Regions from separate parts of the Mus musculus genome. Here region 1 is linked to region 2. A link is a contact called in public HiCAR-type data. All regions are on one chromosome and are shown on one strand. Each heading gives the region's core, a stretch centred on a gene start, on an enhancer-like site or on the middle of the called end of the contact. The rest is flanking DNA. Distances are from core to core; before and after follow the strand shown.

Region 1 (4,431 bases), core at 1,470-3,969, 2.1 Mb before region 2:
TGTAGAGAGCTCAGAAGCAAGAATTTAAAAGCATTACCTTTCGGGTCCCTTCTGTTTTGTCAGCCGGCTCTTGTCTCATGAGGTCAGAGCTGTCTGAATTCCTCTTCATGGTATTGGCACTGTGAAGTTTTATACTGTAGTACTTAGTTGTACACTCACACATTGGTACCTCTCAAAGAGGAGGGCTGGGGCTTTGTTTAGGATTGGTTAGAATCAGCATGACATCAGCAGATGACTCGTTTTTCCAGTGTGAGACATTTCATAATTCATTATCTAATGGAAATCTCTCTTGGCTTCTGAGACAGGACCTGGGTGATGTCCTGAGCCAGTAAAGCCTGTGGCTAGGAATAGTCCACCCTTTACAAACATAAGAGAACCACATACACACATCTCCAAGAGTGTCCAGCTTTGACATTTTACTATTCATACATACACCTCTTATTAGATTCAGGTTCAGCCTTATGTCTATACATAAGACATCTGTTACTTCATAAAGTTACTTCTATTTGCAAAGCACCGTATTTTTTCCACAGCAAAGAAAATTCATAGTGTTCTTTATAGGAATTCTAGTATTATAATTATGATTATAGGAAAATATTTTTTTCAGGAAAATCTGTATGTCCATGTGGTGATGGTCTCCCTGCTTTGACTCACACTATTAATTTACACCTTGAAATTGAATGCCTGCTTCATACATCATTTATCACCTCGGACTTGGGAAATGGTCTTCCTTTGCAAGTGAACTTCATAAGTATCCTGCCTAGATGAGTCCCATCCTAACTAGCAAAAACAACAGTAACACACACACACACACACACACACACACACACACACACCTGCATCTTTTCTTTAAAAGCTAGAACTTCAAGTCCAATCATTTGTAAACACTATAAATATGAGTTTAATGAAAAGAAGTGAACTCTCCTTAAAATAGAAGTAAAGTTAGGTTTGGGTTTTCTTTTGCCTGGGTCACACTGGCAGGGAGATAACATAGAGAGAGACGAATGCCCCGATAAGCACAGTGAAGAAGGGCTGTTGTTCTCGGGGCGAAGTACAGCTAAGGCACTGACCAGGTTCTTATGACAAGTTGGATAAAACGTGCAAAACTGGGGACTAATGAAAGCCATATGACCAGATATGTTGTTTCGTGTGCCGGATTTAAGATGCATAAAATAAACTTTTCACTGTGCCCATAAGCAAACTGTAGAGGCTCTGGTCTCCTGATGTGAAGTGGGGAAGGTTTCTTTATGACACCAGGAGCTGTCTGTGAAAGGGTCTCTCTTGAGGGCTTTCAAAGTGTGGATGCTAGCTATATGTGGGGGAAGGGGAGGGGCAAGGGGAAGGAGTATTCTAAGATCCGCATAAGAGAACTGAAGTAGGAAATAAAGTTGCAGGGGAAAATGACAGGAATATGGGTGGCAAAGACAGAAAGATAATCAGTGATAGTCATTTCCATTCCAACCCCAACCCCGGGGTGAACATAAACCTTTGGAAGAGAGGCACTTCCATGCTGTTTGATAAGAATCCCTGAGCATCTAAACTCATTTCTTGCCTCACACATAACTTCAGGGAAAGTCCCACTTGCACCCGAATGTAGATTGTAGACTGGCTTGGCACAGAAAAGTGCCCGAATCAGACCCCAGCTCCGGGGCGCCCTCCTAATTTAAACTCAAGCCTCAGTGTTTCCATCTATAAAGTGGGATGTATAATTTCAGGATCAAAACTCAGTGGTCACAAAAGAATGTTATTTCGGAGCATCCCTGTAGTTTCTTAAGCATGTGTGTCATAAGAATGTTCAAGACCCTGACTGCAGGGGCCGCCTCACACAGGGTCACTCTGAGACCCTGTTGGCCTTTGACACCCTGAAAGTGCCAACCTGCTAAGCCAGTCTAGCAGCTATGACGTAGCTGAATCTCCCCCAACCTCAGAGCTGGAACCACTTTGGGAAAGCCTCCTCTCCTCCATGGAAATCCAGGTGGGGGTGGTGGAGGAAGCAGGTAGGTTAAAATGCTTCTGTGGAATATTCTGGGCTGAGGATCAGCGTTTCCCAGCTGAATTCCAGGGCCCAGGGCGTGCGCTGGTCAGCGCAGCTCTGAGCGGGGTTGGTTTCTCTTTCACTTCCTGCCCCTCCCGCGGAGACTCCCTGCACCCAGGCCCTGTCCCTTTTCAGCTTGCCACCGTACCTTGAGCAGCACCTGCTGGCAGTTTCCAGGGATCACTCCCGAATGCGCAGCTCCAGCCCGGCTCGCGGGACGCCTGGACTCAGGGGCCAAGCTGGTCCAAGCGGCCGCCTCTATTTTTACCCTGAACACCAGCAAGGGCAACTTCGTTTAAAAGCGCAGCTCTTGATTTTTCCCCCCCTTTTGGCAGCTAAAGAATTCAGGGAGGGGAAAGAAAAAAAAAAAATCACTGTTCAGTGAGTGCAGCCGGGAATCTCTGATCCCAGCCCTCGGTGCCAGGGAATGTCAGGGACCAGGACCTGCAGTGGGGCTGCCGGTCTCCTGGCCAACGGAGGCGAGCGGCAGCTCAGGCCCCGCACCCGCAGACTGCCCCTTCCCGAGTGTAGAGTTCGGTCCCACCGACTACCGCACTGGCAGAGTGGCCCGCTGCCACCGCGCTCTGCACCTAGCGGAGGCGTTCTGATTTACTGGCTACTTCACAAAGCTCCAACTCCACGCTGGCCCGGTGCTGCCTGGAGGAGCAGCCACTAGCGAACCCCGGGAGCAGCTTGCTGTGAGGAGGAGCCCGGAGGGAAACTGGTACCTTATTTTACTGTAATTGCAAAAGAAGAGATGTGCCAGAGATTTATATTTAGAAGTTGTATGTTTCTACTTTTATGTAAATGGAGCAATTAGGGCCTGTCTTGTTTCTGCTAACTCGGATGCGTGAGCATTGCTGGGGAGCTGGTGTTTTCAATCACAATTAGTGAGCTGGTCAAGAAACAAAGTTCCTTTGAGGATAGAGCTCCTTTGTGTGGATGAGGGAAACCTGCGTTTCAGTGCTGGCCGGTGGCTTGTGGTGACACACATCTTAGGGGCATAGCTAACTCTGGACTAGTGTGTTTGCCCTGTGCAGCAGCTGGGCCCATATAAAGTTGGCAGAGATCAAGTCGTGAGAATATTCACTTTTCCTCTCAAGCAAACCGTATGTCCTTAAGCTTTCATGCAGGCTATTAATCGCTCTTCCCTCACTATCCCTGAAGCAAGGAGACAGGCTTGGAAAGGAAGCCGTTTTCCACGACTCTGACTCTGTGGTTAGCTGCTGCTCACAGATCCTGTGATTCAGTGAAACATGCAAGCCAGAGAATGTGGACACCTTAAGCAGGTGACTGACAAGTGTCCTCTGATTCAACTGAATGACAGGAGGCTGGTGGTTCAGAGGCACAGACAAGCTGCTGATAACTCAGGGTGTTTGGTTCCTTCCTATGAAAAATCTGTTTCAAAAAAAAAAATTCATGATTTCTGCCTGCCTTGCTGGGAAAGTAAACATGAAACGTGACTATAAAAATGAAAAGAACCTTTGAGGTGTTCTCATCAGCTACGTGTTGTTCTGGGCTTAAGGGGTGGTGGGGGGGGGGGGAAGACCTGGCCTCCTTGGTTAGGGTTACCCTCTCCCCCACAAGAGACAGCACAACATCCAGAAAACATGGGCAGGACTCTGAATGATATTTGCTGCAGTAAACTGTGGAAGTCCCTGTCTAACCATCCCATCAAACGGCTTTGGTAGAGTATGGGGTTGGCAAACCTGTCTGTTTCCTACAGGCCACAGCCTGCAACTAGTTTGGGCCAAATGTTAGATACCAGGATTTGGGCCAGAGATGGAGCGGCACTTTGCAGTCAAAAATCCAACTAGGGGGCTGTGTGCTTCTAAGCTAGAACAAGAATGAATAGTTCAAAACCGAACTGGAAAGGGGGGCATTCACATTGCTCTGAACTGTATCCAAAACAACAAATAAGAGACGGTTAACCCCAAACTCCCTGATTCCTAAGACTCACATTTTTTCTCAGAACCACCTGAGTATCCCTTCAGGCCTCATGCTGTCTATGAGGACCTGCCTTCAGGATATTGAAGACTGTCATCTGAACAGTGGCCCCAGATGCTACAGTTAAAAAATGGGAAAAGAAAAAGAAGGAAAAATTCCGTAAGTAAAGCGTTGTTGTTCACTCCAGAACAGCGGTTCTCAGCTGAACTGGTTTCTCTCTCCGGGACATCTGACAATGCGTTCAGCTGTCATAACCAGGAAGGAGGTGCCACTGGCATCTACTGAACAGAGGCCAATGCTAAGAGCTCTCCTACAATGCACAGCACAGGATGGTGCCCACGCTAGAAAAATTAGCAATGATTATACAGTGAGAAGCCCTGAGTTAGAGTCATGATTTTAAGATTTCACCCAATTCCCTTTCCATCTGTGCTGCAAGAGAACTTGGAAAC
Region 2 (4,312 bases), core at 1,285-3,784:
CCCTGGCTATGATTTCCTTTCCTGTCTGTACCTATGGTGTGCTGTATTTCACAAGAGACCTTCCTCCTAACTAGCTGTGCTCCATGGCTGGTTTCAGCTGTTTAAAGTCACTACTTTAGAAAAGTTGCTAATCTTAGTACTGACATGACTTACTTCCCTCAGGTCCTTTTGTTCAGCTGTCACCTTTCCACATGGGCCTTCCTTGATCAACTCTTAGAGCTCTACCTCGTTTTTCCTCATCATACTCACCATCTCCATGATATATTCATAGTCTTATGCGTCTTCCCTTTCAAATGGTTAAGCCCTGGCAGGCCGGCACCTTACATTAATTATTTGCTAATTCTGACCTGCTTGAGAAGATGGCCCAGCAGCCCTCTACTGTTCGCTGAACCAACCATTAGCCAGAGGGCTTTTCTAATATTCAGGCAAGATAAATTTCCTTTTCAAAAAGTTATTGTACTAATGAAATGATTTATCAGGTCAAAGGGCTTGCTAAGTCTGATAATCAAACTCTGAACATCACAAAATCAGAACCCATGTGGTGGAAGGAGAGAACTGACTCACAAGTTGTCCTGCAACGTTTGCAAAAGCTCCATGCTGTACCAATTGTGCACTCAAGTGCACACGCATGCACATAAACACAGACACACAAATGTAAACAAGTACTATTGTGGCTTAAATGGGAATCCAGACAGAGTAGCAGAAAAGAAGCCAAAATAAATCTTAAAGTGTTATTTCAAGAGAAAGATATTTAGTAAAATCTCAGATTTTAGGCTTAATGTATGTGGTCAGAAAGTAAAAATGCCCAAATGTTTTAAATATTTCAACAGCAAAATAGGAAAAAGACCTGTGGGAACTTTTTGCAATCAAAATACTTCTGCTTTTGTTTTTGAAGTACCAGGGGAGGAGAGTGGGATAGGAATCTGTCTAATTAAAACATCCTACTGATTATCTGACAAAGCTTTGATATCAACACAAAAGTAATTTTTACAACTAGTATGACCCCATATAACCCTAAGTCTTCCTACAGTTTGCTTGCTTAATCCAGTCTATCCTAAATGGATAAGCACTAAGACATCAGGAAAAAAATCTGTTCCAAATCCAAAAGTTGTTTGCAGTCTTACTTAAACACAAGCTCAAAGGCAAGGTTTATTGTGTTGAACGCTAAAAGACTGTTAATGTTAAGGTCACATATATTCTACAGTGGGCTCTGCGTGTAGATTCCAGCAACTCACTCATCTTTGAGTGAGAGAGAGCACAACCCCAACAGATGTTAGGTGGCCAAGCATTTTGTATGTACGGCCCTTTTTTAACTAGTTTGTAAAAGTCTCACAAGCTAAATACGCATATAATGTACTTTCATTATACCACTTGGAAGTCATTCTTTTCAGTCACACAAATAGCCTTTCCAAAAAAATGGTGGTTGTCTAATAGGAAAAGAGATCACTACTAAAATAACCCCAGTGTAATCTGGTAACAGTCGGAGTTTTGAGGATTGCTAAATAAGGTATAAGACTTGGTTCTGTGATGGCTGTGAAGAACTGTTTTAAAACTTTCTGAAAAGAAAACAGCTGTTTGGATATGAAATGGTAAGATAAATCCTAACGTAGTTAAAAATTAAAGCATTACCCTATCTTTAAAATGGCTATAGAGTTCTCGACATATATAAGCATTCCGGGAAAAACTTGAAAATGACACACAGGAGACAAGAAAGTAGTGTTGAGGGTGGCAGGACAACACTGGATACGCACTGTGGGCAAACGCACCTTCAGATTGTAAGGCGAATGAGAACAAAGATTTCATTCCCACGATGGATGAAGTTTGGGAACAAATGTACGCGAAGTTAAAGAAGAATCCGGTATTCTTAGGCTCCTTAATTAGCAAGCTATCCAAGCAGAATACAGGGGCGACTCCACTCACAGCTGAACCCTAGTTCACGTCTAGGTCTTTTCCTGACTCACCTCATGATCAGAGACCACAAAGTACAGTCCGTCCCTCCTCGCTGCAAAGTGAGTCCTGACACGCAAAGCCAACACCGTCAGCACCGGCAAGCTCGCTCCCCCACCCCACCTCGGAGAGAAGCGCCCCAAGTTGTGACCAGGGCCCTCCCTCGACCACGACGCGGGCCGCTGAGCACACGCTGATAAGAAACGAACAGTTGGGTTCGCCCGACACTAAAGAAAGACTCGCTTGTTCCGTCCGTTCTGGGACGTCCGAGCCCTCCCTGTGCCCCTTCAGCCATCCCCCGCGGCCTCCCACGAGCGCAGCGACTCAGCCCCTCACCTCACCTGCCGCGCTGGGCCCGGTGTTGTGGGGGTCCGGCGGGGAACGGAGCCAGAGGTGCCAGAGGTGCAGCGCGGCCCCGAGCACGCAAGGGCACAGCAGCACCAGCCAGTTTCGCATTGGCCGCTCCCACCTCGCGCCCCCGCCGCGCTCTCCCGCGTCCCGGCCAATAGCGAGGGGACCTAAGAACACCGAGTGCCACCAGGAGTGTTCGCGCCCACGCCTGGCGTTGTCTCCGCCGCTCTCTCCTTAGATCCGCACCACGAGCGGCGGCCGCTTCCCGGCCAAGGCCACGCCCCCGCGTGCGTGGCCTTCCCACCCGTTCAGCCCTCCTCGCTCTCGCCCAGCCCTTCAGTCCGCGTCCCTGCACGCTCCTGTCTGCCGGAAGGGCGGGAGCGGTAGTCCCTCGCTGAGCCCAGGAGGGAGGCGTGCCTGAGATTGTAAGCCCGAGAAACTACGTTTCCCAGAGAGCTATGCGTGCTGCTACGCAACGCTGGAGGCGAAGTGCACACACGAAGCATGCGCGTCTCTCATCCGGCCGCGGTGCCTTAGCGGCACACTGAGCATGCGCATCCACCTTCTTGCTAGGGTTCCCCTGTAGTAAAGGCGGGTACCGCACACGGGGAACCTGCACGTTAACTGCTCAAGTTGCTGTACGACCCCCTCCGCTGTGGACATTGCTGCAGGGCGCATGACCTCGAGGAGCAGTTGCCCAGTCGGGGCAGGTTTGTATGGCACCTCAGCGCTCAACGAAATAATAGTGTGCTCCCCTGACCTATCCCATAAGAAGCGCAGCGGGGAGCCTGAGCGCCGAGTAGCAGGGAGTTTCCTGCTTCCCTCTAGTAAGCAACGGCGGGTGAGGAGGACGAGAAACACCGGGGCTTGCTATGGAAAGCGAGGACAGAGGAGAAGCCCGGATCTGGAGGCTGCCTGGGTGCGCACGCGCTCCTCACTAGGGTAACTGTCGGGAAGCACAGAAATGAGAGCTTCAGCTGCCAGATGACTTTGAAAAGTTCCCACCAAGTTGAGGTGACCAAATGTGTGAGGGCTGGGTTTGCAAAAGATCCATCTCCAACCAGCGTTAGGAAACGAGCGGACTTCACTGGAGCCACCTCTCAGGCTCAGCACCATATTGCCACTGAGTAGCGGTTTTGTATTAAAAAAGCAATTGTAGTAACACACACACACACAGACGCCCCCAGTGTCTCACGTAGTTAACAGGAAACTATTCTGCAGAGGATGGCCTTGAACTCTTGATCTTTCTGTCTTCATCTCCACAAGTGGTGCTTTGGGATGGAACCCAGGGCTTAATCCTTACTAGGCAAGCCCTCTACCAACTGAGCTATATCCTCAACCTGACACTGTTAAGATTGACTTTTTTAAAAAGATTTTATTTGATTTTTTTTTTCATTTGTGTGTGTACGCATGTGCAGGCTGGGGGGGGGGGCGTCTATCCCATCCCCTGGAGCTGGAGTTTCCCCGTGTTTGTGAGCCACCCTGTAGGTACTGGGAACTGAAATTGGGTGCTCAGGAAGAGCAGCCAGATCTCTTAACCATTGGGCCATCTCTTCAGCCCCTTAAGATAGCTTTTTCTTTGGCTATTTTTGCAATGTTTTTAATTTCAATTTTTTAATTTAGTTTAATCAGGTAAAAGCTGTGTTCTACTGTACTGTTTTATTATGTACTTAATAAAATAACTCACGTGGTCAAATTTGTTCCCATGAGAAGAAACTTGTTTGAGCGGTGATGAAGCTGAATGGTAGGGCCTTACCTACCAATGGGCAGTCTTGGGTTGATGCCCAACCTGTACAAAAAGGGGAGGGGACTCGTGTATTTGTTATTCATTACAAATCCAGAATAATTGAAACAATAATAATCATTTCATATCTCAGACTTTAGTACAGATCAGGAATTTGGGAGCTAAGTTCTAGTTCGTTTTCAAAGTTGCAGGAATATCATCAGCCAGGGCTGCAGTCATCTGAAGGCTTCATGGTGGTTGAAGAGTCTGCTTTGAACATTGCTTACTCAG

The links. HiCAR-type assays count read pairs that join an accessible place to other places.
Region 1: a HiCAR-type map of astrocytes shows a contact between it and region 2, with 2.2 times the contacts expected there. The contact joins the promoter of Inhba here to the promoter of B3galnt2 in region 2. A contact is called at or near these places in 1 of 39 promoter capture datasets (pre-B cells) and 1 of 115 datasets of contacts at active chromatin or transcription factors (astrocytes).

The regions. Positions count from the first base shown.
Region 1 is chr13:16,010,139-16,014,569 of GRCm38.p6, reverse strand. Inhba (inhibin beta-A) reads right to left here and starts at 2,719. Exons shown (of 5, transcript NM_008380.2): 1 at 2,480-2,719; 2 at 2,184-2,370; 3 at 38-119. It also overlaps the pseudogene B230303A05Rik.
Region 2 is chr13:13,952,896-13,957,207 of GRCm38.p6, reverse strand. B3galnt2 (UDP-GalNAc:betaGlcNAc beta 1,3-galactosaminyltransferase, polypeptide 2) reads right to left here and starts at 2,534. Exons shown (of 12, transcript NM_178640.3): 1 at 2,289-2,534. The coding sequence starts at 2,403.